5 separate regions of the Mus musculus genome follow, and all the other regions are linked to region 1. Evidence: chromatin contacts called from public HiChIP or PLAC-seq and promoter capture Hi-C data. All regions are on one chromosome and are shown on one strand. Each heading gives the region's core, a stretch centred on a gene start, on an enhancer-like site or on the middle of the called end of the contact. The rest is flanking DNA. Distances are from core to core; before and after follow the strand shown. Region 1 holds the start of Nhlh2 (nescient helix loop helix 2). Region 2 has its middle 16 kb from the start of Gm40112. Region 3 holds the start of Sike1 (suppressor of IKBKE 1). Region 4 holds the start of Sycp1 (synaptonemal complex protein 1). Region 5 has its middle 20 kb from the start of Gm40109.

Region 1 (5,096 bases), core at 1,508-4,007:
CAGCACCTTATCTTGATCCTTTTTGGGAAAAAAAGAAAGTAACATAGCAGCATGCATAGCATACTGCATAGCCTGTGTTCTTTATTCTCACTTTTCAGATTAGAAAGCTGGGGTCCAAAAAGACTCGGTGACTCCTAGCCAACAGAAGCTATACAGCTAGCCGGTGATGACAGAGAACCTGGCTTTTAAAGTCACTACCTGCCACCCCCTTCTTGCTTTAATGTTATTTAACAATATTCTTACACTTTAAGATATCCTAATCTGTGTGGTGATTAGTGTTTTGTCAGAGATTTGTACAACCGTTGAGTGTCACAGCAAGCTGATGACGGGAGAGAGGTGGTCACTACACACACCTTCAAGAATAGAAGCCATCAAAATGGAAGGCTGGGCATCTGTGAGTGGAAGTGGTTCATTACCAGGTTCCTGGGAACCTCTGTGCACAGGAAGTTATCCTCTGTAAACTTGGTGCATGTAGTGTGTCAAGGTCAGACATGGAGGGGTTGAAGATGTAAGCTACAGACCTTTCCTGAAAATACTCCAGCCTCGTGGGAGAGACAGATATGGAAACCAAGAACCATAGTGTACAATATATAGTCTCTAAGGGGGATAGGAGAAGAGGAGCCATCTGTGCCTGGGATGTCTTAGAAATGGCAAATAGGGAGGGGGATGGGAGCTTTCCCACCAGAGAGAATGTACCTGTGTGGAAACCCATGTTGTGTCTATAATGGCGTGTCTAAGCATAATTGTGTGCGTATCTGGAATGTTTCTACACAGCTTTAGTCGTGTATTAATTTATGAATATGCAGGTTGTCGATGGCCTGGCTATAAAAGCGAATTGGTCTGGACTCACATGCACCATAGCAGAATCAGGCCAGCCATGGTTTGAGCATCCTCTTTCCCATCCAACTCCCAACACGAGGGTGACCAGGGACACGGGCCACTCCTATCCTAGCAGCTGTGCTTTCTAGAGCTCAGGTAACAAAAGCCACCACAGTTTTCAGTCCATCTGCCCAAGCATCTAATTGAGCCAGACAGCTTGTGTGAGCTCTAGATGGTGAGGAGACATGAGTATCTGAGGGTGCGCATCTGTGTGTACATCTCTGTTGTGTGTTAGTGCTTAGTGTTGGCTGCTGCTAGCCAGGCTGGGAAACCTTCCTCTCTCCCACATCGTCACTCCTGGCTCCCACCAGCCCTGCAGGGAAGGGGCTTCTCTGCTTGCCCATCTCTATGCTTGGGGATACCTGGGTTGAGCAGAGGTGAGGCTGAGCAGCACTGGTACCATATTCCCTTCTTTCCCTCTACCCTGCCTATTCTGGCCCATTACCCTCCTGGAGCTGATGTGAACAAAGGCAAACAATATACATCACAGCCATGAGGAACCCAGAGGGCCACTCTCTAGGTGGGTAGCTCTACAGCCCTCCCCTGAGGACAATACCTCTTTATAGGACAAAGGTGATTATGAAGAGAAAGTGAAGGTTCTCCTCTCCACAAAAACTCACCTAGGAACAGGGAGACAGGAGGTTGGCTATTATTCTCTCATTTCCTCTAAGCTTAATCAATCTAAAAAAAAATAGTATTTGGGTGTGATGGTACATGCCTTTAATCCCAACACATGAGAAGCAGAAACAAGCATATCTCTATGAGTTTGAGGTCAGCCTGGTCTCCATGGTGAGGGTCAGGCCAGCCAGGGCTGCATAGTGAGACCTTGTCAAAAATACCAAAAAGAAAGAAAGACAGGAAGGAAGAAAGGAAGGAAGATAGACAGAAAGAAGACAGAATTAGTGGTATCACTGGCAATGTGTAAATAATAGCAAATAATATATAATTGATAGTGACTAACAGTAAATTTCCCTTAATTTTGTAAAACACATAAATTTGGGACTGGAGGTCATCTTAGGCAAAGGCATTGCATGCTAGAATACTTAATATTTACATTTTAGCACAATTACATTGCCACCCAGCTAAATATATTCACTCACGTGTTAGGATGGGCAAGAATAAAGTACTGTCTTTGCACATACTGTGTGTCATATTTTACAGCGAATAATGAACATGAGTAAATGGGTAAAGAAAAAGAAAACCAAACATAACTCAAAAAGTAGAATTATCTAGTGGTCTCTAACTACTTGGATTCTGCTCCTAATTCCACCAATGATTTAAACTAATGTGTCAAACGTCCTTTAAAATATCATCTATTAATAAGCTGGTCTCATAGTAGAACCTTTCTCCAAAACATCCATATGCTTAAATAATCATGATTAAAGCATCCTCTAAAAGACACTTCACTTTACATAAATGTTAGCATTGCCTGTCTGGATCGTTCACCTTAATTACAGTGTCATAGACAGAATATGCTTTCATGTGCCCAGCACAACTATTTTTCTAACTATTGATTTAAAAAAATGCTGGCTCACAAAATGCCAGAGGAATTTTCCATGTTCATATAGTGTCTACTTGCACTTAAATATTGCATCAATAATCTGAAAACAAGGAACCGCCTGTGTGGCCAGACGCTGTAGATGCTATGGCTTCTATCATGGGCTGCTTTCAACTGCTATATTTTATGGCACAGATTCAGTGGGAATCTGATCTGCTAAAATATTTGGGCTGTGAAAACTCCCACACTGTGACAGATGTCAAGTCCAATTAAGTGACTCGTGTCCAGGTTTCTGTCCAATAGGATTTCCCATTAAATATCAATTTAGGGGGAAAAAATTCCATCCCCCTTCTTAAGCCTTTATCTCTTCCACCATCTCCAGGCTAAATCAATTGGTACCAGAAGAGCCAAGAAGCCACACAGGCAGCTGCCTCTCCTCTCTGGCTCTCCCAAGCTCCCCTTTCTCTGCTTCCCTGTCACTGTTACTCCAGAAGACGTCCACTTCTCTCCAATCTCTCTCCAGCATCTCCAAGCTACTGACTATATACATTTCACCACAAGGTAAAGAGGGGAGGGAGTGGGGTAGGGTAGGGGGTGTAACCAAACCTTGAAAGACTTTGAAACTGCAAAATTGGCGTCTGCTTATACAACACAGAAGTAGATGAGGGACAAGACAGAGGCAACCTTAAGCCCTAGTTACTGTATTGTTGTTCCTGGGAACTGGGGAGACACCGGCTGAACAAAGCATTATCTTGAAGAAGAAGAGAAAAATCACTTCTGAGCCCCTTCCATCCCTGACCGCACTTCCCAGTTTCGCCCCAGCCCGATTAAGGGAAGGGAAGGAGTCCTCAAGGAATGGAATTTTATCTTAACCATCTTTCTTATTGATTATTCTGCTATTAGAAAGTGGAGGAATCGTCCCTTTGATGTGATTGTTTTTATCTCAGCATCTCTTTTGTTATTTATACAGCCCTTTGAGTGGGGAGGCGTGAGGTTTCAACACTTCGACTTATAAAGATCAACAACGAATTTTCCTGAAATGTTTAAGAACAGTTAAAAACAAACCAACAAACAAACAAACGGGCGTTTTCAATCCATCAACTAAGTGAACAACCATACACCCGCTAAGACACCGCCGCTCGTTGTGGTGGTCGGCGAGATGACAGCTGCTTTTTCATCTGCGAATGTAATAAATATTGGCTGCTTTTAATATTTGCCAGGATCTCTCCTCCTTGTTTCCTGGAATTTTAACTCTAAAAGATTGACGAAAAGATTATCGACAGGGCTCTTGCAAGGTAAGACATCTTCACGTCTCTTTTTCTTTAGATTAAGTTGAGTCATATTGTATTTTATAGATGTATTCCTCACACATGGTCATAGACTTAAATGCCCACGAGAAATACCATTTATGACTATTTAAATATCTGGAGGATTTAAACGCGTGGGGGGACAGCCCGGGAACTTTTTGTCCGATCTGTAACTATGTCGTGGTTTGCTATGATTTTTCTCCCTGTGTATTTCTACCTCTTCACGCCAACTGCGTAGGTGTGAGTTGTTTCACTTATAAACGTAGAGAAAAGCCTGGGGGGCGGGGGGAGCAGCATGCAGTTCGTTTGGTTCATTTATTGTTATTCTGAGGATCCGTTTTCCTTGCACGGAAAGCTGTTTCTGAGCTCAGGTCTCTCCTGGGCAAATTCGAGGCCAGGAGCCGAACCTACATCCCCTCCCTGGCTTTTGTTTCTCTGAAGCGAGGCTCTTACTCAGGAGCCTTGCCTGTGAGGGGCAAGGCGGGGTACAGAGGTCATAGCCCGGTCGTCCCTCCTGGTGGCGGAGGCCCAAAAGCTCAGCTCAGGCAGGTTTCTATCCCCATCTGCCCACCCAGATCACCCGCAAGCCCAGTGGTTCTCGAAGACGCGAAGGCCCTCGAGCTGCCGGCCCGAGGTGGCTTTTCCAGGAGGGCATCGTCTGGGGAAAGCCCGGCGCAGACACGGGGCCGCGGCCAGGCCTCCCTGGGCCGCCGGTGGGCTGCGGGGCTCCGGTCCCCTAAGCTCACGAACTTCACCCGCACAGATACAGCTTGCGCCCGGGGCGTCCCGCACTGGTGCCTCGGAGTCCATCCCTCTCTGGCCCTCCCCAGCCCCTTCGCCCGCAGCGACCTGGCCGCCTGCGTTTTCCCGGGAGGTAGTCGGCAGACTGCCGGGCATTGTGTGATCCACGTCCCTAGGTCCCCAATGTGTGTGGCAGTCTGCGTGACAGATGGTGCTCCGGGAGAGTATGAGGGCCGAGGAGTCAATTTTCTTTTGAAAGGACCGAACACATGTGTTCGGTCATTTCTTTATTATTTCGGAGAAACGCGGGGAGGGGACGGCAAGAAAGCCTTCCCGGCCTAGGTTCCAGGATGGGGTTCGCCCGCACCCCAGCGTAGCCCAGACCCTCAGGCGCTGGGAGTCTCCAGCTGCCTTGCCCTAGGCCCTCGGGTGGGAAGCACACTCTGCATCTCCATTAAAACCCAGATGCATCCATCCTTCGGGCATCCATCCCTTCGGGATCTTTCCTGTGTCTGGGAAGGGAACGGAGCAAGGGAGGCGGGAGAGAGCAGCTGATGTCTGGCCAGAGGAGACTCAAGATGTCAGCCGGCCCCAGAGGTCCACGGTTCTTCAGCCCCAGCGCCACTGGCCCCTCTGGCAGTCTTCTGTGTGGGTTCAGAATGCGCTTTGAT
Region 2 (4,980 bases), core at 686-3,185, 670 kb after region 1:
AGGATAGGAAAATCAATTGCAGCATTAGAAGTTTGTTGTTGTCTTTAATAAAAAAAATTTTTTTTAAAGCTTGACTTTAAGGAAGCTTACCTTTTGGAGATGGAGGAGTGGTCATGAGAAAAGATTCTGGAAACTGGTCTCTTTCCTCATCCAAGTGAACGGACGTTACACAGGTACTTCTTGGATATAACTAATTGACGGTATTTGTTTATGATAAGCCTTTCTCTGTGTGTGTATAACAACAGTAAGAACTGAACATAAATGTATGCATGACAGGTCTCGCAGGTGTGAATTCTCACAAGGGCGTGGCCACACTCAGCACCCTCTCACCCACAGTGCTCCAACAAGGACAAGAAACATTCCAGGTTGTCGTGGCAGATGCTGCCTTGCATATCCTCCCTGGATGGAGGTGATAGACAATGGAATGGACCAGAAGCAAAGCCCTTCAGCACATCGACAGCCTGCGAAAGGACTCTCACCACTGCCCTCATTTCCTCAGAGCTGGAGAAGAATCTAGGCCACTGAAGAACAGAGGCCCCACCATAGACTAACTGGGTAACTGAGAAATGGTTAAAACTGCCCAGCTGTTGGATGTAACCTCTATAAAATGAGAATAAGCAGGCCACCCCAAATGGTTCCAAGAGGAAACTAGAAATGTGTCTATCAATGTGCTCAGCCGAGCTTCTCCAGAAAGCCGCTTCTTCTGTTCCTCTTCAATGTTTTCTGAAGAGACTCAACCTCCCCACAGCGACCTCCCGACTCAGAATCCGGTGCTCCTGGAAAGCTGGCGTTTCAAGTATTCTGTTACCGTGTTAGACTATGTCCCCGACTTTGATTCTGAAAGCAAGGGCCCCTCTCTGATTGGAAGGCAAGTTCGACCCATGGAACTGCCCATCTGGAAGATGGCTCTGTCCTTTGAAGTAGGTTTCCAGAAGGCCCTTTTCCTCCCCCCCTTATTTACTGCAACTCATAGGGACAGTTTGTTGACAACCCCCTACCCCCAGTTCCCGAGGGTGAGGGAGGACCTTGATCCTTTAACACTTTATTCTCTAAGTGCCTGACGTCTTCTATGCAGACACACTGATGTTTAAGAGGTACATGGTTTGTTTCAGTCACTCGTCAGTTAAACTCATCCCTGTGTAAAGCAGGGGAGAGAGCACGGGGTTATGCACGTACCCGTCCTTCCTAACCCGCAGTACACCTCTGCCCCATCCATCACTGACCAGCAGCAGCTAGTAATTAGTTCTAACTAGGGGCTGAGCATCTAGTGGAGTCTATGGGACCATCTCCAAAACCACCTCCCCAACACCGTTCCTAGTTCTTCTCATCTTTACACCACTGGCTGCCAAGCTTCTCACTACCCTGTTTCCCTCCTTTGTGCACGTACACAAACACCCTCCAACACACATCCTCTCATTGGTTTTGGGCATCTCTAGTACCCAGCTTCTATCTCCACTCTCACTCTTCTACAACACTGAATTCATAGTGCCCAGCCATTGAGGAGACACTGACAGTGCCCTCCCAGACACCCTGAGCCTCTTGTCCCTCCCTCAGAGTCACCAAAGCAGAGACAGTTTACCAAGACCCTAGTTTAGAATTCATAATTTTGTGCTCTGTCTCTTAAAAAACAAACACTCCCCCAAACTGTAACACAAACTGAAGTGTTTGTTCACACAGAGTTGCAATCTGGAGAATGACGTCACAGGTGACCAGCCCCCCTGATCAACTCCTGACTCCGAAGCTCACACGCCACACCCTAGCCTCTCTTGCTGTGTTTGCTGTTGGCCGGAAGCTTCGCCATCTTCACTGCTTTCTGCAAAGACTATATTTATAGAGTAAAAGAGCTCTGAAGATGTTCAGTTCTGTGATCAGTCACTGCTGCCTCCTGTCCCAGGAACCAGCTGAATTGCTCACTGCCAAGCTGCTTGGCACACAGCACCAGCTGGCTTGTCAGCCTCAGCCCTGCAGGGAGCTGGGACAGGCAAGTCTCCTCTCCTCTTTGCATAGCAGCCCTGGGTGGATTCAGCATGAATACAGTGATATACCACCAGGGGAAAGGTGAATTGGAACATTTCTGCCTGAACAAAAAATCGGTGCTCTCTGTCGTTGAAGTCTCAGTAACAGTAAACAGGGATCTTTCACTACAGCCTCCCTGGACCCCTGAATCAGTGCCTTTGAGGTTCGACTCCCTTTGGAGCAGACACAAAAAGGCTTTCGATATCCCTGGCTTATGCAGACTTTGTAAATTGGTACAACCCGTCTAGGGGATGAAGTAGCATTCTTAGTAGAGTTGAAGATGGGCGTTCCTCTTCCAGGTGTGAATCTCAGAAGCGATGTAATCCGATCTGAGGATGCCTAACATAGAATCTGTAACAATAATGATGGAATTTAGAATGGAAGAGGAAAGGAAGGGGGGGTCAAGAGAGAAAAATGAAGAGACCTGGAACAACCAAAACATCCACCAACACAGGCGTGCACTAAAGCGTAGTGTGGTCTTATGAGGAGCTGTTGGTGGGGCTGGGGAGAAGCGCTTGCTGTCTGACCATGAGGCCTTCAAATCAGTGTGGGCCCTTGAATTCAGATCTCCAGCACCCGTGAGAAAAGCCAGGAGTGGTGGCTTATACCTATAACCTAGCCCTGGAAAAAATAAAGACACAAACATCGCTGAGGCTCATTAGCCAGCCGCATCAGCGAGCTCCAGGTTCAGTGAGAAACCTGGTTTGAAGCTACGGTGGAGAATGATGGAGGTCAATACCCAATGTCAACTCCTTACCTCCACACGTATGTACAAACACCCTGTCATGTACATAACATGTGCATGACACATATTCTACATACAAAAAAAGAATACAATGAATGAACTACAAGTGACTTATTAACACGAATAAATCTCAAAAAAATATATAGTTAAGTTTAAAGAAAGCTAAGTTGAAAAAAATGGGATTTCGGTTTTAACCACTTAAAAATAAACATACCTACTGTGTGTTGTTTGTGAATATATCACAGTGTTACAGAAGGTGACACTTCAGGGGGTAAATGGCTACAAGGTGGGAGGTTAGGGTTAGGGGAGATGGTTATAGCTGAATTTGCAACACTTTATTTCCTTAAATAAATATTTGAACTAAATCTGGTAGAATATTAACATTTGGTTAAGCTTGTGGTAAGAACATTGAGTATCGATTGCATCACTGCTGAGCTGCTGAGGTACTGTCCAGTTTAAAATATAATAGGTGTAAATAATTCTCTAAATGTTCTCCAGGCTTTTGCCTCACTCACAAAAGATAAAATGTCCAGTCTGGCCAAGTGGAAATTTACAATAAACAAAAACTAATAGGAAGGTCACCAACTCCTCCAGCCAGTTCCTGACACTGTAGCCACTCTGATCTCTGTAGCAGGGTCTCCTCCCTCCTGCTCTGGCCAGGCCTGTTGGCTCTGGCTGGGGCTGGCCTGTGGGAAATACCAGCAGAGAGACAAGCACAGGAAGAAGGAAAAGATTCCTCCCTGCTGACCTTGGAACTGGAAAAGGCTACATTTTACTACATCTCCAGTGTGTGGGACTCTCCTCCGTTCTACTGTGGTCCTCAGCTTGGTAGTGATCCCTCCTTTCTCTGTCTCCTTCAGGACTTGGGGTACACAGGGACCACTTTCTATTGCTGTCTCCTTCAGGACTTGGGGTACACAGGGACCACTTTCTATTGCTGTCTCCTTCAGGACTTGGGGTACACAGGGACCACTTTCTATTGCTGTCTCCTTCAGGACTTGGGGTACACAGGGACCACTTTCTATTGCTGTCTCCTTCAGGACTTGGGGTACACAGGGACCACTTTCTATTGCTGTCTCCTTCAGGACTTGGGGTACACAGGGACCACTTTCTATTGCTGTCTCCTTCAGGACTTGGGGTACACAGGGACCATTTTCTATTGCTGTCTCCACAAAGACTTCAAGGCCTCGTGTCAGTTTCCCTTCAGTTTGAACTCATCTTTATAAATGGTACCCTCATGAAACCCTCCTTAATACCTTGGCTCAAGTCTGCCATCTACTTTCTTCTGGGGCCCTGATCTCATGCAGCACACAGGAAGAGCAGGACTGCTCAGGAGAGTAAAAGTGCTCAAAGGGATGTGGTGGGGAGAGAGAGAAAAGTAAACAAAACAAACAAACAAAAGACAAAACTGCAAGACTGAAGAAGTAGCCTCAGAAAAGGCTTTTGTATTAGACTAACCACAGGAAACTGCCTCCATGGGCAACTTTGCCCTATAAAAGTAAGACTCTTCCATGTGGTCAGCCAAATAACAGGTTTCAGACCATGGCGTCATGACCATAGGATTGATGGAGGCTTAAGGAATGGTAAGAAGCAAAATGAATATCTCCCTCCAGGATAGATATAATGTTATCATCTGTATCAGAGTACCAGACTTCTAGACAGGGATAGAAATGTGACTTCTATGTTATGTTGCAACTCCCACAGAGCCAAAAAGACCCTAAATCTGTAACCTAGTTCTTACAGAGAAGAGATGTGTATGCAAATGTTCACACCTTGAGCTATCTAGAACACAGAGAGCTAGATGGTCCCTTAACTGTCTAGCACATCCTTTGAAGACTGAGTGTGCAATGTGCCATAGGGGTTGAGAATTCTACTCACCATCACACATGTTCCCACCATCACACATGTGCTTGCTCACCATCACACATGTGCTTACCCACCATCACACATGTGCTTGCTCACCATCACACATGTGCTTGCTCACCATCACACATGTGCTTGCTCACCATCACACATGTGCTTGCTCACAATCACACATGTGCTCACTATCACACGTGTGTATGAGTTTCCAGTTGGGTTTCTTATCCATGGAAACTGCCAGAAGGAGTGGGTTTTGGAAGGTACCGATGACACATTTCTGTGGAGAGAAGGTACAGCTTGAATCCTGACCGAGGTGAAGGAGAAAGCTACACACAGAGAGAAGATGCAGAGAGCAAACC
Region 3 (4,996 bases), core at 2,421-4,920, 990 kb after region 1:
TGAACTCACAGAGATCTGCCTGCCTGTGCCTCCTGAGTGCTGAGATCAAAGATGTCCACCTCCATACCTGGCTATTGGTGTTCATTTGATAAAACTCTGTGAAGACTAAAGTAATACCTGTAGCTGTTTGCCCATGCCTAAAACACAAACAGCCAATGAATATCCAGTATTGCTGTGATGATGGGGGTGGGGTGGGGGTGGTGGTGATGATGACGGTAAGATACTTTGGGGGATGGAAAGATGCCTCAACAGCCAGGTAGTGGTCGTAGTGTATGCCTTTATTCCTAACATTCTTAAGGTGGATTTCTGACTTTGAGGCTAGCATGGTCTACAGAGTGAGTTCCAGAACATTCAGAGCTACACACACACACAGAAACCCTGTCTTGTAAAACAAACAAACAAACAAATGAGCCTCAACAGTTATAGCCGCTAGCTGCTGTTGCAGAGGACTCAGATTCAGTTCTTAGCACCATAAAGCAGCTCACAGCTGTCAGTAACTCCAGTTGCAAGGGGGATCTGATGCCCTCTTCTGGCTTTGCTCTGGCCATACTGCATGCACAAGTGCACTTCCATGCATACAACTGAAACACTCAAACACATAACATGTAAAAATAAAAAATAAAAATGTAAAGGTACTTAGGTGCGTTGGGTGGATATGCTCAATTTAATTGTATTAATTTTTCCCATGTGGGGCAGGGGGTGGGGACATGCCACAAAGTGCATGTTGAGGTTAGAGGACAGCTTGCAGATCCAAGTTCTCTCCAATCACATTGGTCTCAGGATTGAATTTAGGTTGTCAGGCTCAGCAGCAAGAGCCTTTACCCTCCAAGTCTTCTCGACAGCCCTGTTTTTATTCTACTTAATAAAGATGATACATTAAGTCAAATCAACCAGAAAAATCCCTCTTTTACTTTTTAAAGGAAAAAAAAAAATGTCTGATGATACCCAAAATGCTGACATTGTGTGGGAGTCACTTGACATTCCTTAAACTTTACTAAGAATACTGACAATCCTGAAGCCTTGCGGAAACAATGGCAACCATCCAGAGAGGAATTCACCCACACAGTCCCTGATGGGCCCCATGGAAATAGCATAGCTGACGTCATAACCCTGCCAATGCGTTCCACATACACAGAGACTACTCACTGTTTTAAAGGCTTTTTATTTATTTAGAGAAAGTAAGAGGGAAAGAGGGAGGGGTATGGGAGGAAGAAGGAGAAGGGAGGGAGAGGGAGGGGGAGAGAGAGGAGAGAAATAGAGTGCTAGGTGCCTGTGTGGAGGTCAGAGGACAACTCCTGCGCATAATTCTTCCCTAACAACATGTGGGATCCAGGAGTCAAACTCAGGCAGTCAGCCTGTATGCAAGAGCCTCTATCTGCTAACCAATGGCACTCATCTTACTTTTTAGCATTTTTTATTAATAAGGGTTTGGGGACAGAGGACAATTTATGGGTAAATCCTAGCAATCACCTTTACCCACTGAGCCCTCTTGCTGACCCGCAAACAGTTTTATAAAGAAAAAAGTAAGCAAATAAACTTATCCAACTCAATTTTCCAATTTATTAAAAGCTAAATTTATTCTGTTCATAGAAATTGCTGTTTAGAGTGGGGTTTTGGTATGGTTTGGTTTTTTTGAGGCGGGGTTTCTCTGTGTAGCTTTCGTTGTCCTAGAACTCACTCTAAAGACCAGGCTGGCCTCAAATAAGAGATCTGATTGCCTCTGCTTCCTGAGTGTTGAGATCAAAGGTGTGCACAACCTCCCAGCTGTGGTTTATACTGTAGAATTAAAAGTCTAGTGTATCACTGCCTTTTGTCCCCACATATTTCCACAAGCCCTGCCCCTTCTATACTCCTATTTATGGTCATCCCAAGACAATAAAGACCAGTAAAAAATGATGTAGAGTTCTATGCACTAGAGAGCTGTAGTTCTTGGGTGTGTGGCACTGCATGAGGGAACTGGCATTTCAGTTGTGTGTCATTGTATCCCTAGGTATCACCCTAACAGCCACTGCCACACTACACAGTGTGTTCTTCAGTAGTTTTGCTTACAGTCCCAGAGTTCTACAATCTGCACAATCTAACCTTAAAGCATTTTCAGCATCCCAAAACACCATAGCTTCATTTTGAGACCCAAAGTACTAGTCTCTCTCTTTTCTCCTCTCTTCTCTTTCACTCTTTCATCTCTCTTCTCTCTTCTCTCTCTCTCTCTCTCTCTCTCTCTCTCTCTCTCTCTCTCTCTCTATCTCTCTGTGTTTCTCTGCACACTTGCACATGCACCAAGTCCTTGAGACAAGACCAAGGGCCCAACAGCTACAATCCAATATATAAATGTAAGGAATTAAGAGTTAAAGAATACCAGGGAGACAAGGGGGGGAAACTAAGTGAAATGTTAGAAACAAATAAACTAGCCTGTTCACAGTTGGGTATTCTCATGCACGGTGGCTGGGAGCATCAGGAGAGGCCCCTCCCTTCTCACCTGAGACTTATACTGCTGGCAACCGAAAACTTGTCCCCACTTCAGCCCTTCCTAATGTCCTAACCTATGCCCACATGCCTTAGGTAAGTTTATTTGGGCTACCAGTACAACCTTCAAGTGTCCCCCAATTTCTCCAGAACTGAGGGGATCTTTACCCCTTAATGTCCAGCTCACATAATCTGAGCCCTCATCCTGTGTGACTTCAAGGGGGTTGTGTACTCCTCAAGTATTTCTAAGAGTCCTGGGAAACGCTCCTCACAAAACGTTTGCAAATATATCCTGGTCTTTGTTGTAAACTTATTCGAGGCTATTATTCTGTTTTCCCAAAGTTGTTTTCCTTCCGAATGAAAATTATTTCATCTTCCCAGAGGCAACCTCTTAACACAGTTTTGTAAGTGTAAAATTTTTACAATAGGCATTTCCCCAAATCACAAAAGTACACCAAACATCACGTGTTTCTAAACTTTACATCTGAACTCAAGATAAAAGAGACTGTAGGACAGGGAAAATGATTCTTTAAAACACAGCATTACTACTATTCTACTGTCCTAGACTCTTTTGGACAAAAATATTTTAGGAAAGAATTCCCTGTCAGCCACCGTACTCGTTAAACACAGTCAGCCATAGTGCTGTAGAATAGCAGAATAGCTCCCAAATCAAAAGGCTTCCAACATTGCACTAAGGAAAGATTTTCCTTTGTGTATGTGCACACGCGTGTGCATCTAACTGATTGCATACACAAGTGCAGTTGTGGAAGTCAAAGGACAACCTCAGATGTCATTCCCAGACACTGCTCACCGTTTAAAGGAAGAAGGGAGGGAAGGAAAAAAGGAAAAGGGGGAGGTGAGGAGAAAGAAGAGAAGAAATGGAAGGAGGGAGGGAGGAAAGGAGAGGTTCCGGTGTATTTTACCACTTATTGGGGGTGAGTATCTGTTTCATCAGTTTGTTACAATCCCATTACTAAATAACAAACTACATCAATCAAAACCAGAAGAAAAGTTGAACTAAGACCGGAACAGAAATAACTTCGTGAAAAACCAGGATGTGGCACCAATCCGACCTCTGCTGCTCCACCCTAGAAAGGCTAAGGCTGTGGCGAAGCCTGAGGGTAACCAAGAGTCCACCTCTGCGCAGGCGCCGACCGAGATGCCACCACGCCTTTAAAGTGCACCCGGAAGTGACGCGATTCGCGCTGAGCCAGGGCCGGGTAAGGTCTGAGCGAAGCGCCTAGGCTAGCGGGCCCGGCGCGCCTCCTCGGCCACTATGAGCTGCACGATCGAGAAGATCTTGACGGACGCCAAGACGCTGCTGGAGCGGCTGCGCGAGCACGATGCGGCGGCCGAGTCGCTGGTGGACCAGTCGGCTGCGCTGCACCGGCGGGTGGCGGCGATGCGGGAGGCGGGCGCCGTGTTACCCGAGCAGGTCGGCCGGGGGCCGAGCCGCGCCCAGGGGTGGACGCTGCGGGCGGGTGGGTGGGGTCGCGCGGCCTGATTTATCTTGGTCTGGAGGGCAGGGCGGATGTGTGAGCTTCCTGTGTCGTGGGTGGGACTGCTGCCTCCTCCGCAGCACCTGCCCATGTTTACAGTGCCTTAGTCTGTCTTTCTGTCCAGTATCAAGAGGATGCATCCGACGTGAAGGACATGTCTAAATATAAACCTCACATTCTGCTGTCTCAAGAGAATACCCAGATTAGAGACTTACAGCAGGAAAACAGAGGTTAGTCAGGCGTGTGTGTGTGTGTGTGTGTGTGTGTGTCTAGGATTTTTTTTTTCTGGTAATACTACTTTGGACATTCTTACACAAGTGCCTGAACAGTTCACAAGCGTGCACATCGCATACATATATTTAGATCAGTGCTTCAAGGGTCAACTGGTAACAGTAAAATCTGTTAGATTGCTCTTTTAAAAGTCTTCCTGGTTGATGACCTTGAAAGATGTATTCAGTAGTTTAGCAGAGTTGAATTGTTAGATGGCTGGGGAGTGACCACATACCAAATGGAGGCTTCTATAACTAAAGTTCATAGTCTCCAAATGTAACATTTCGATATTAGAGTGAACACTAAAGTTAAGATCGACGTTTCTTTAATGTTCCTGTGCAAGATGGAAGGCTAGAACTTCGTCCCCCAAATACATAGTCTTAGGGTTGTTGATGACAGCAGGATGGTAGTTGTCTGATGGAGCCCTTTTACATCTGCCATTCCACTCTATGCCCCTGACCAAGTATTTACACAATGCAGCTAAGAAACAGGTTCACAGACACCAGTTGGAACCAGCCAGAAGGCCTGAACTGCCAAGCTGGAGGATCTGAGGCCATTCCAAGGGCCTACGTGGTTTAAGGAGAGAACTGACTCCTGGGGGTTCTTCTCTGACCCGACATGTGCCGTGGTTCACACAAATCAACAAAATGTAGTTTTTTTTTTTTAATTTTAATGAGCTCATTTTTGCTTCTGAGAAGTCAATTAGAAAACTGAATTCAAATCCGTGCCTCGTGATTACACGTCCCATTTTATTTGCACAAGAC
Region 4 (5,240 bases), core at 970-3,469, 930 kb after region 1:
TCTCTACTCTTCTAGTTTTAATTTTTTTTATTTAAAATTTAATTTCCCCAAAAGATTTGTTTTCTTTTACCTAGGAAAATACAACTGTTTAGCATTTCAAATACTTTAAGAGGAAAAAAATATCTGGAATACAGATACAACTTTGTTGTAGAACAGTTGCCACTTAAAGTGCATGAGGCTCTGATTTAGTCCCCAGAGCCACTAAAAGAAAAGTCTTCAAAGAAAATATTTTAAAACATTAACTGAATATGAATACTTTGAGAACTTAAAAATGTATATTCAAATAATAAATGAAATTCCAGAAATAAGAAGGAAATATCTGACCTCAAAATCAGAGTCATTTACTCCTTCCTGATAGTGACAACTGCCAGAATTAGCAACCTAAAAAAAAAAAAAAAAAACTGTAAGATTATATATTTCAAGCTAATGACAGTTAAATACACCAGACTATGATTAGCAAAATGGCTCCATGAGTAACAATGATGGCCACAATGAGAACCTGATTTGAGCCCAGATTTACAAGTTGTAGTATGACCTCCACACATATATCATGGTATGTGTGACACTCACATACATACAAATATACATAAGCACACATATACACAAATGTAATAAGAATTAAATTACATAAAACTACTAATCCTACAACTACCAATTTTTTCTTCAAATAATTCAATCTCTAATTACAATCTCTAATAATTTAATTCTTATTACACTCTTACTAACCTGTTCGAGCATGGGCAAAATACTAAGTTTTTGAAAAGCAGGATCTGTGAAATAAGAAAATGTCATTAAATATGAGAACATCACTTTATATTATTTTACCTAACTGAATGTCAAGAGTATTAATGTAATACTTGTGTTGTATAACTGGCAATGTATATAACAAAATGTTTCTATGAAAATTTACATATTTGTCCAAACCTACCTTTATCAATGTTTTCCCGACTGGACATTGTAAATGGAACACCAAAATCACCTTCTGTACATTTGTTGGCAGTCTAGAAATACAAAGAGGTTCTTTAAATATTCTGCTCAATACCTCTTTACTGTTATTACATAACAGAAACTTTGTATATTCTAGAATATTAATAATTTCAATAGTATATGGTTTCCTTCAATCTCACTCAACCAAATTGAGATCTTCACTAAATCAAATATCAATGACATGTCTTAGCTATAGCAGAAATTACCTGTAGCATTAACAACATATCAAAGACCCGGCCCTGCAAAAGTAGAAATACTGGGAATTGTATGTGCTATTGGGGGCGGAGCCATTTCTCCAGCCCAGCAGTGAATTTTACAAGAATCACGTTTAAAGGAGTCTAAAAAGTTTGAATGTTGGCAACATACAATAAGGCCTGTAATTACGGGCAAAAAAAAAAAAAAAAAAAATCCACCCCAAATTTTAGGGTATATCAGCGATTAATGTAACATACAAAGTGTAAGGCATGCTTTTCTTATTAGCATCTCTCTCGTGAGTCTCTGTGGGCTCGCACACGTGCCCGTGGTGTGGAAGCCACCCTTCTCGCCTTGACCGCGTGCGTTCTAGGGATGGAACTTTCTAGGGGTGGACCTCAGGTCTCCGGGCTCGGCGGCTGCACGTGCCTTTCGCCCCGTCCCGGGCCCGGGCACTGTCTCCGAAGCGCCCACGCAAGCTGACCTTGAAGTAGTTGGAGTCTCCTCCCGCCGTCTGCGGTTTCACGGCGGACACTTGACTGCTGCTCAGCCTCGGCGGGACGAACAGTGTGAAGGGCTTTTGCTTCTCCATGCTGCCTCCTGGGCCTCGGGGGAAGGGAAGAGGTCACACGGCTGGGTGAGGCCGAAGTACAGTGAGCCAGGTCCCTCAGAGGGGCCCAGCGTCCGTGTCACCCTGCGGCGCGTGTGGCCTGCACGGTGAAAGCCTGCACGGCCGCACCATCTCTCCACTCCAGCCGGCCACGCGACCACGGGCCCAGCCCGAACCTCGAAGGCCGCCCGCGACTGCCTGAGGCCCAGGGCCCGGGGCCTCCCTGGCCCGCGAAGCCCGCGAAGCCAAGCACCTGGACACGCGTGACAGAGGTGTGTACGTGGGCCCCAGGCCCCGACACCCTCCACACCCTCACCGTTGTCAGGCTCCGCGGCCCGTGGCCCCGCGTGCGCTCCTTTATGAAGACGACATGGAACGGAACCGTGAGCTTCCCCTCAGAACCTCCTGGAAGCCCGAGAACTCGCGGGACTGGGAGGCTGGCCGCGACCGGCTCAATTTAACGGTTGGTCCAGCTGGCCGGGATCTCGCGCGCAGCACTTCTCGCGAGATTTCCCTTCCCACGTGCCGGGTTCTCTACCAAGTCTGCGCTCAAAATTGTCGGAGGATGCTGGGAAAGCCCCCCCCCAACCCCCTCGTTGGTGTATAGCCATTTAAAGGCGTCTCAGTGCTTTCCTTTTCTAAGGCTGTATTTATTATGTTCTGGTGCGTGTTATAGAGTGTTTCATGTGGATGTATGCATCAACCCGTGCACCACGTGCAGCGTCCTGGGCATCCATAAGGAGTAGGAGCCCTTGGAATTGGAGTTACAGATGGTTGTTAGTTGCCTGGTGGATGCTGAGAACCAAACATGAGTCCTGTGCTACAGCCATAAGCCCCATAAAAAGAAGTCATTTCTGAGGAGTCCTGTGGTTGCTGGGTGCTAAAGATGGCTTTGGGAGTCTATAGAACTTCCTGTATGTGTTTGTAACTTCATTTGCTGTGGCTACACAATACCCCCGACTAAGCAAGCAAAACGGGAGCTGTCTGTGAGTCTTAATGAGACCAAGAAGTAGGATGGGGGGGGAGGGCCGGATGGGGGAGACTGGGTGGGGAAACAGAGTGCCAAGGCTGGACATAAAAAGAAGAGGTGAAGGCTAAAACTGGTTGGGGGCAGGGGCGTGTTTTTGACGTTACAAATGAGGATCATGAAATTTTGAGCATCAGGGTTAGCATGATTATGTTTGGAAGAAAAATCATGGTATAAAGAATGGTTCCGGTTTCTGGAGTGAGCCTGTTTTAATACCTAGGACAAGATATAAGGACCTGAATGATCGATCCACAGGGGTAGTGGAGATGAGGTGTCAGTGGGAAAGTACATTTACCAGGTTGAATTAGTGTGTTTCAACTTAAGTAAAAGGGAGGGAAATCAAAGAATCAGGCTTGGCTAACTAGATATATCATCATTATAGTCTTGAGACATGCCATGACCCAGCTCTCCCCAACTGAGCTAACTCCATTTCATGCCTGCATCTTTCCTCTGCAGAGGCTTCACAGTCCTGGCATCTCCAACCATGCTGGATTCTCCATTATAACCTAGGCTTGACCTTCACAGCTTCATACAATGGCCTCCAGGGCCGGCTTGCAGGGAATCAGACCCTAACACGTATTGCCTGCCCTCAGTGGTCACTGCAGTTTTCATGACCCCTCATTCTCACATCTAGCCTGCCTGCAAAATCAGTGCTGACCTCCAAGTTCTGTCGCCAGCTGAAGACATAAACTGGTTCGTTGGACTCCAACTACTGCATCCTCTATCTGCCTTAAAGGCCAAAGCTAGAGAAACTCATGTTTAGGAGGTTGTTTTTCAGGCAGGGGCCCTGCAGAGAACCCTTTTGTTCGGGTGCATTCTCAATTCACTCTCTCCTTACAAATGAATTTGGGTTTTTTGAAAGCTAGAGTCCTCAGAGTATCAGGCATTGATCGTAAGGACCCTCTTGCTTTGAAAGGCTTCTACTAAGCTGCAGTAATATTTTTAACAAGTACACCCTTTTATCTGCCAGTTTAAGCTCGATCAAGTTCCTTTCCATCCACAAAACTGTACACTTTTTCATATCTTTCTTCTCAGTTACTGTAAATACTGCTTAAAAGCAGTTAGCAGTAACTACCACAGCCCAATACTGCTATCTTGAAATGACTTTTACCAAACAAACTAGCTTATTACTACTATTATCATTATCATTATTTTATTTACACCTCAGTTTCTCAGGATATGGGAACATCTCAGGATGTGGCCTGGAGGCAGGAGAATGTGGCAGTGGCTGCTTACATTGGATCCACACTCACAAGTTCCCTGAGGTACCTTGATGGCTATTTTTAATTTTTTTTTTGGCTCTATTTCTTTTCTTTTTCTTTATCTGTTTTGCTCTATTTTTCCCTTCTCCCCTTCCTCTTCCCAAACAGAGACATCGTAATAGCAATACATTTCATAAATGATGTTCGTAAGGTTAAGTGTTCCTTTTTATATTCTATGCTATTATCTGCATGCTATAAATGTAAGCAGACTGTTTAAACCCACAGGACTGCATTCAGAAAGCAGGTGAGGAGATATCACTGTGCATCCACATAGAGACCATTAAATCTGCATCTATTCTAAAGAGGAAGAAAAATGAAGCTATTTAAAAACACTGCTTTCCAAAGCATTTCAGCTTCACCTCCTCAGTTTCACATTAATTCTGACAAGTTCACCAACCCTGATAGTTTCATCAAAGAGACAGAGCTCTCATTAGCATTTATTTCAGATCTTCCTTTAAAAATTCAGCTATTGAAATCAAGCTGCACTGGGTACTCTCAAGAGAAAAGTTTGATGCATACAAAAAGGTTATTTGTATGTATGGCATTACAGAATAATAAAAATGTGTTCCTTTATCTTTAGCTGATATTTCCTTTGGTGGGATAAATTTAGCAGTGTAAAACAAAGGAAATTCTAAGTGATGTGGGTTATTGATGGGAGTGCAGCCATGTCAAAATAAGATCAATGCCTCAGACCTACGGGAATAGCAAAGCCTTCCTCCGTGGCATGTATGGATATTGACAGTGTGTGCAAAGACTAGCACCCACCGCTTCCTCCTCTGAGATGATACAACTTGAGGCTACCCAGTCTCAGAGAATTTCAACTAATACCAGCTATCCTGACTCCTTAGAGTATGCTAATAAATGCTAAGTTTCTAGCTTGTGGTGTAGTTGATGCCCTCCATCAGAGACCCACCTGCGGTGGTTTGAATGGGCACGGGCCCAACTTCTTCCTATATTTGACTGCTTGGTCCCTACTTGGTGGACCTATTTGAGGAGGACTGGGTGTGGCCTCGTTGGAGGAGGTGTGTCACTAGGGATGGGCTTTGAGATTTCCAAATCCTGTCCCAGGCCCCATCAGCCACTTTCTTCTCCCCCACCCCCTGCCTCCAACTTGCCGATCAGAATGTAAGCTCTTCAGATACTGTTCCAGTGCATGCCTGGT
Region 5 (5,167 bases), core at 772-3,271, 520 kb before region 1:
TTCCCTTTGGGATCCTACAATCAGATTCACGAACCAGATTTCAGCTTCCTCAAGCATGCCATTTCTATATAGTGCCCACATGTGATGACTTAATACAATCCTGTCTTTATATTCTTATTTATTTATTATTATATGTAAGTACACTGTAGCTGTCTTTAAACACACCAGAAGAGGGTGCCACATCTCATTATGGATGGTTGTGAGCCACCATGTGGTTGCTGGGATTTGAACTCAGGACCTTTGGAAGAGCAGTCAGTGCTCTTACCCGCTGAGCCATCTCACCAGCCCCCTGTCTTTATATTTTAAGTCTACATTTTAGTTAGACTGACATGGTGGCATATGCTTTTAATTCTATCACTCGGGAGGCAGAGGCAGGGGAATTTCTATGAGTTTGAGGCCAGTCTGGTTTTTATGGTGAATTTGAGGCCAGCTAAGACTACATAGTAAGATATTGCCCCTAGAACAGAATAACAACAACAACAATCACACACACACACACACACACACACACACACACACACACACACATCTGAAGATGATAGACACATTTCGAATGCTTGGTGCATGGTGGTGCATGGCGTACAGTCCATCAGGGCAAAGATCTCTGCTTGCCAGTTTGAATAGGGGCTATTTGGGAGGACTAGTACTTGAAAGTAATTTCCCAAGGTACTGTTTCCATATTACAAGCTATAAGTAGCTCAAAGAGCCCCCTTGGTAAGCAGTATCCGCCTGTTGGCTCTCCACTAAACAGTGTTAGAGAAGACAATTGAAAAAGTTTTACCCAAGGAGTAAAATGTTTTGGAGGACAAATTTCTAAATATATTTTTAAAAAGAGGTTATTTTTTTATGTGTATGAGTGTTTAGCTTGCATGTATATTAAGTACACCATATGCATGCAGTGCCTGCAGAGGCCAGAAGAGGGCGTTGGATCCCTTGGAACTGTAGTTAGAGGCAGCTTTGAGCCAACCTGTGTGCTGGGAACTAAACCTTGGTCTTCTGAAAGAGCAGTCAAGAGCACTTAACCAAGTAAGCCAGAGGAAGGCAGAGCTCATCGGAGCTGGCCTACATGGCTGGATGCAGAGACTGCTGAAAGGCACCTCAATCCCCAAGGTCTCTGTCACTAGCCTCTGGGGTCCCCTCAACTCTCCCCAGGTTGTGTGTCACGTCTGTAGCATTATGGTGCACTTCACAGGTGTCTTTCTGGGAGGAACAGCTCATTAAACCACTTCATGAGCCAATGTCTCCTGAGATCTGGCATCTGGCCAGCACAGACTGCACCCGGTGCCTGGAGCTGAAGAAAAGTATGTGTGCCCTCATGAGCATGTCTCTATGCCTCTTATTAATAGTTAATTGTTCTAGAAGAGTTACATAGCTTTAAAATATTGAAATGTAAGTATATTAAAACTCTTTATTATTTTAAGTTTAAATATTTTATTTATTAAAAAAATCAAAACCAGAATACATTTAAATACTACTTTCTTGGCATCCATGGAAGAAAAGTCATTAATAAAAACTTCAATATCTACTTCTTTGCTTATCTTGTTTTAATTAACTTAATCAATTAAGAACATTGCCATCTTTGGGGACTTCTCTTGACCAAGTGCCGATGTTTAATGGTCTTTAATTAACTTTTCCTCCACTGCAAGTTTTCTGAATGAATTTTATTTTGTTCTTCATCTTTCATTGCTGTTGCTTTGACCTTTTAAAAAGTGGTTCATTATGACCAAGTATTGTACAGCCCTACCCTCCAAACCAAACAGCAACCATCTTGGTGAGTTCAGCTGTGTCTGTTTGCTAAAGACCATTACAGCTCAGCTCGCTGACCGGTGAGGGTCCCTCGTAGAAAGTGTGACTAGGAAGTGTCTGTGGACTCTTACTTGAGCTTCCAGCCACCTTTCCCAGCTGTTTTTATTTAATTTTGCTCTAATTTCACATGCCCTTGGGGTCTCAAGGAGAGGCTAGAGTAAATAGGTTGGGGAGGGGCCAGGCTGAAGGAAGGGGCTCCACCTGCAGCCACAGGGAGCCCTCATTCATGCTGGGTGTGGACCTTCTGGTGTGGCTGCTTTAAGATCATTCACAGGCCGCCCAGGATCTCCAAACCCATTGACCCTTGGTTTCCCCAGGGCCAGCTTTGGTGGAATCCAACTTGGGTTTGTCACGAGAATCATAGAAAGAAGGAGTTGCCTTGTTCCTGCCTAGGGAGAAAATTCTTGAGACAACAGGCTGGGTGGCCATGTAATGTCAACGGCCCAGGAAGCTGAGTCAAGAGGATCAGAAATTCAAAAGCTGCCGGGGCTACAGAGTGAGTTCAAGGCCAGCCAGGAAACGTTAGTGCGACCTTGTCTCAAAGCCAAACATTAGGCAGAGGGCTGTGGATCTATCTGGCTTAGTGGAAAAGTGCCTGCCTAGCATATGTGAAGCTGTAAATTCAACCCCACTACTGGGAAAATGCTTGCATTAAACCATTACTCACTTCAGTCTGGGGATGTAGCTCAGATAGTAACTACCCACAACACATGAAAGCTTTGGTTCCATCCCTAACACCTTAGAAACTGGCCATGGTGACACACGTCCGTTCTCCCAGCACTCCAGAGGTAGAGGCAAGAGGATCAAATATTCAAGGTCACCCTCACCTACAAAATGAGTTTGAGGCAAGTCTGGGCAACATGAGACCTTATCTATGAGAGAAACATCCACAGGGGTTTAGATGTTTCCTTCATCCCAGGCCCACCTGCTGAGCAGCTCAGGTTAGCACCAGTACTGCAGGGAGGGAATGAAGGAATCCAATTCATTTGTCCATCTATGAACTCACCTATCCCTTTGCCCAGTACACACAGGGGGCCCACCCTGTGTCAGGTACTCTTACAGACACTTGGGATCTAACAGCCCAAAGTCCAACAACAACAGTCCAACTTGTGGGGCTGCCTTTGGGGAGGACAGCTAACATTCCAGGAAAGAGCAGTGCGAAGCCCACAGAGAACAACATAGAAGCCAGTGGGGAGGGCTAGGGAAGCAGAGAAGGGCTTCCTGATGACTGCAGGGAACTGGAAAGTTTAAGAGATGGATGGACATTCCCAGCAGAGCCCTGCAGAGGGCGCAGTCCTGGCATGTTCACAGGGCACAGAGGAGGCTCTCTGCCTTCCGCGTTGGATTTGACCCCCACTTCCCCAGGGCTAAACATGTCTTATTACTTGTGTTTAGACGAGTGTGGTGGTTAATAGCAATTGTTATCAACTGGACGGGTTCTGAACTCACTCAAGAGACAAGCCTCTGAGCGTGCCTATGAGGGATTTCCTGTAGTAGGTTCACTGAGGAGGGAAGAAACAACCTAAACATGGGCAGTACTATTCCATGGGGTGGCATCCTGGCTGAACAATAAAGTAGAAATCTAACTGGGCACAAGAATTCCAAGCCAGGCATGGTGGCGTACACCTTTAATCTCAGCACTCAGGAGGCAGAGGCAGGTGGATTTCTGAGTTCGAGGCCAGCCTGGTCTACAGAGTGAGTTCTAGGACAGCCAGGGCTATAAAAAGAAACCCTGTCTCAAAAAACCAAAAAAAAAAAAGAATTCCTCCCTCTCTGCTTCTTGATTGTGGGTGTAGCGTAACCAGCTGGCCTCTCGCTCCTGCTGCCATCTCAGCCACCAAGATGGACTGTATCCCTCTGAACTGTGAGTGAAACTAAACTCTTCCTCCCTTAAGTTGTCTTGGTCAGGCATTTGATCGCAGCAGTGAGAGAAGTGTCTAATACAGTGGGTGAGAGAAGTGTCTAATACAGTGGGCATCTCCCTGCAGTTCCCAACAAGGCCTGCTCTGCTCTGTGGCCGTGGGCTCATTTCCTTCTTGGTCCCTAATATTTAAAGATGTGTGTTCTTCAAATATATCCTGGGGACAAGAGAGAGAGGCAGGAGACATGGGCAGGGCAAGGAACACGAAGCTCCTTCATAACGTGAGAGCTTTATCCACTTTGCAGAAAGGCCTGGGCTTCAGTCTTCTACCAGCTGAGAGAAATGTGACCTTGGTTCGGAAATAGTTGTAGAAGCTAGGGGGTGTCAGATTTATTTAGATCTTAGGGTGTAGACCTAGAACAGGAAGCAACATGCAGAGCCTTGTCCCTGCCCACACCATGGGTTCTTCTCCAGGAGTATGGCACCTTGTGGCAGGGTGGAGTCCCAGGTTCCCTGTCATTGCTACAGATGTATCCAGGAATGAAAAATCCCAGATGCTGCCGTGGCGGCGGCATATCCCTTTAAGAACATTGTCTCACTTGAGTCTCAGAACAACTTGGCGGGTCATGTAGAGTCATTCCATCCTGTAGACAAGGAGACCAGTGTGATGACACATGAAAGAGTATTCAAAGCCACCCAGCATTAACCTGGGATCTGTGTCTTGTCTCCACACTGTATATTGCCTGTCCCAAGACAGGATGGTAAGTATTTTTGTCTGCCCTATCCACTCTCCATGCTAGGCCACCTGCCCCAAAGGTGTCCCTTCAGCAAAGCGCTAAGCAGTGTGTTGTAGGAAGAAGACTGCCATTTCTGGGCCCCACACTCACTGTGGTTGCCAGCTATCCACTACTATGACAAAGTACCTAAGAGAGATGAACTTAAAAGGCAGACAGGGGGACTGGGGATGTGGGTGCATCGAATGCTTGCCTCGCATGCAAAGCCTTTGGCTTGATCTGCAGCACCACATAAACCAGGCATGGAGACACACATGTGTAATTCCACCATTTATGAGGAAGACGCTCTTGCCTATATAGGGCTGTCCTGATATCTACTTCAAGGGCACACCTCCAATGACCTGACTTTCCCCTAGGCACGATCTCCTAAGGCTTTCATTATTTTTAATAGCACCATAGACTGTCTGCCCCAATACTTTCAACCCCACAGGCCTTTGGAGGATAGTCAAGGTCCAGCAACACTATGAGGTCGTGCATTTCAACTACAGAGGCAATGACATCGTGACAGTATGGGAGGATTAGAAATTACTCAATTCCCAGCACACAGGGCTTCCAGGTGAAGTTCTGCTTCTAGTGATGGCTCACCAGGTCACACGACCTTGTACCCCCTCTCTATGAGGCATACTCATTGCTGCCTGCTGTGGGTGTACTGGATGCTCAGGCCAGAAGTCAGCCCACATCACTACCACAGGCAGCTGGGACATCT

Evidence for each region. Promoter capture Hi-C pulls out the DNA fragments that hold promoters and counts their contacts. HiChIP or PLAC-seq counts read pairs in DNA pulled down with a chosen protein or histone mark.
Region 2: a contact with region 1 is called in a promoter capture Hi-C map of hippocampal neurons, with 2.9 times the contacts expected there. The contact joins the enhancer-like site here to the promoter of Nhlh2 in region 1. A contact is called at or near these places in 1 of 39 promoter capture datasets (hippocampal neurons), 4 of 115 datasets of contacts at active chromatin or transcription factors (embryonic hindbrain, embryonic stem cells, extraembryonic endoderm stem cells and 1 more) and 2 of 9 other capture datasets (adipose tissue and liver).
Region 3: an H3K27ac HiChIP or PLAC-seq map of embryonic stem cells shows a contact between it and region 1, with 7 times the contacts expected there. The contact joins the promoter of Sike1 here to the promoter of Nhlh2 in region 1. A contact is called at or near these places in 3 of 39 promoter capture datasets (embryonic stem cells and hippocampal neurons), 2 of 115 datasets of contacts at active chromatin or transcription factors (both in embryonic stem cells) and 1 of 9 other capture datasets (embryonic stem cells).
Region 4: a contact with region 1 is called in a promoter capture Hi-C map of embryonic stem cells, with 2.9 times the contacts expected there. The contact joins the promoter of Sycp1 here to the promoter of Nhlh2 in region 1. A contact is called at or near these places in 6 of 39 promoter capture datasets (the 3T3-L1 cell line, embryonic stem cells, frontonasal cranial neural crest and 2 more) and 1 of 9 other capture datasets (liver).
Region 5: a contact with region 1 is called in an H3K27ac HiChIP or PLAC-seq map of embryonic stem cells, with 4 times the contacts expected there. The contact joins the enhancer-like site here to the promoter of Nhlh2 in region 1. A contact is called at or near these places in 4 of 39 promoter capture datasets (embryonic stem cells, hippocampal neurons, liver and 1 more), 6 of 115 datasets of contacts at active chromatin or transcription factors (bone marrow-derived dendritic cells, differentiating embryonic stem cells, embryonic forebrain and 2 more) and 2 of 9 other capture datasets (liver and macrophages).

What each region holds. Positions count from the first base shown.
Region 1 is chr3:102,007,388-102,012,483 of GRCm38.p6, forward strand. Nhlh2 (nescient helix loop helix 2) reads left to right here and starts at 2,758. Exons shown (of 3, transcript NM_178777.3): 1 at 2,758-2,938; 2 at 3,348-3,672.
Region 2 is chr3:102,675,411-102,680,390 of GRCm38.p6, forward strand. No RefSeq gene overlaps it. Among named protein-coding and RNA genes, the nearest start is that of Gm40112, 16 kb to the right of the region's middle. Within about 2 kb of position 1,936, at least 72 of the 459 cell types and tissues checked have an H3K27ac peak or open chromatin away from gene starts, as enhancers often do. A contact at or near this core is called in adipose tissue, hippocampal neurons and liver, where this site is marked.
Region 3 is chr3:102,992,070-102,997,065 of GRCm38.p6, forward strand. It overlaps Sike1 (suppressor of IKBKE 1), which reads left to right and starts at 3,671. Exons shown (of 5, transcript NM_025679.3): 1 at 3,671-3,898; 2 at 4,087-4,192. The coding sequence starts at 3,740.
Region 4 is chr3:102,933,881-102,939,120 of GRCm38.p6, forward strand. It overlaps Sycp1 (synaptonemal complex protein 1), which reads right to left and starts at 2,220. Exons shown (of 33, transcript NM_011516.2): 1 at 2,106-2,220; 2 at 1,664-1,785; 3 at 929-1,001; 4 at 727-770; 5 at 325-381. The coding sequence starts at 1,771.
Region 5 is chr3:101,485,325-101,490,491 of GRCm38.p6, forward strand. No RefSeq gene overlaps it. Among named protein-coding and RNA genes, the nearest start is that of Gm40109, 20 kb to the right of the region's middle. Within about 2 kb of position 2,022, at least 7 of the 459 cell types and tissues checked have an H3K27ac peak or open chromatin away from gene starts, as enhancers often do. A contact at or near this core is called in embryonic stem cells, where this site is marked.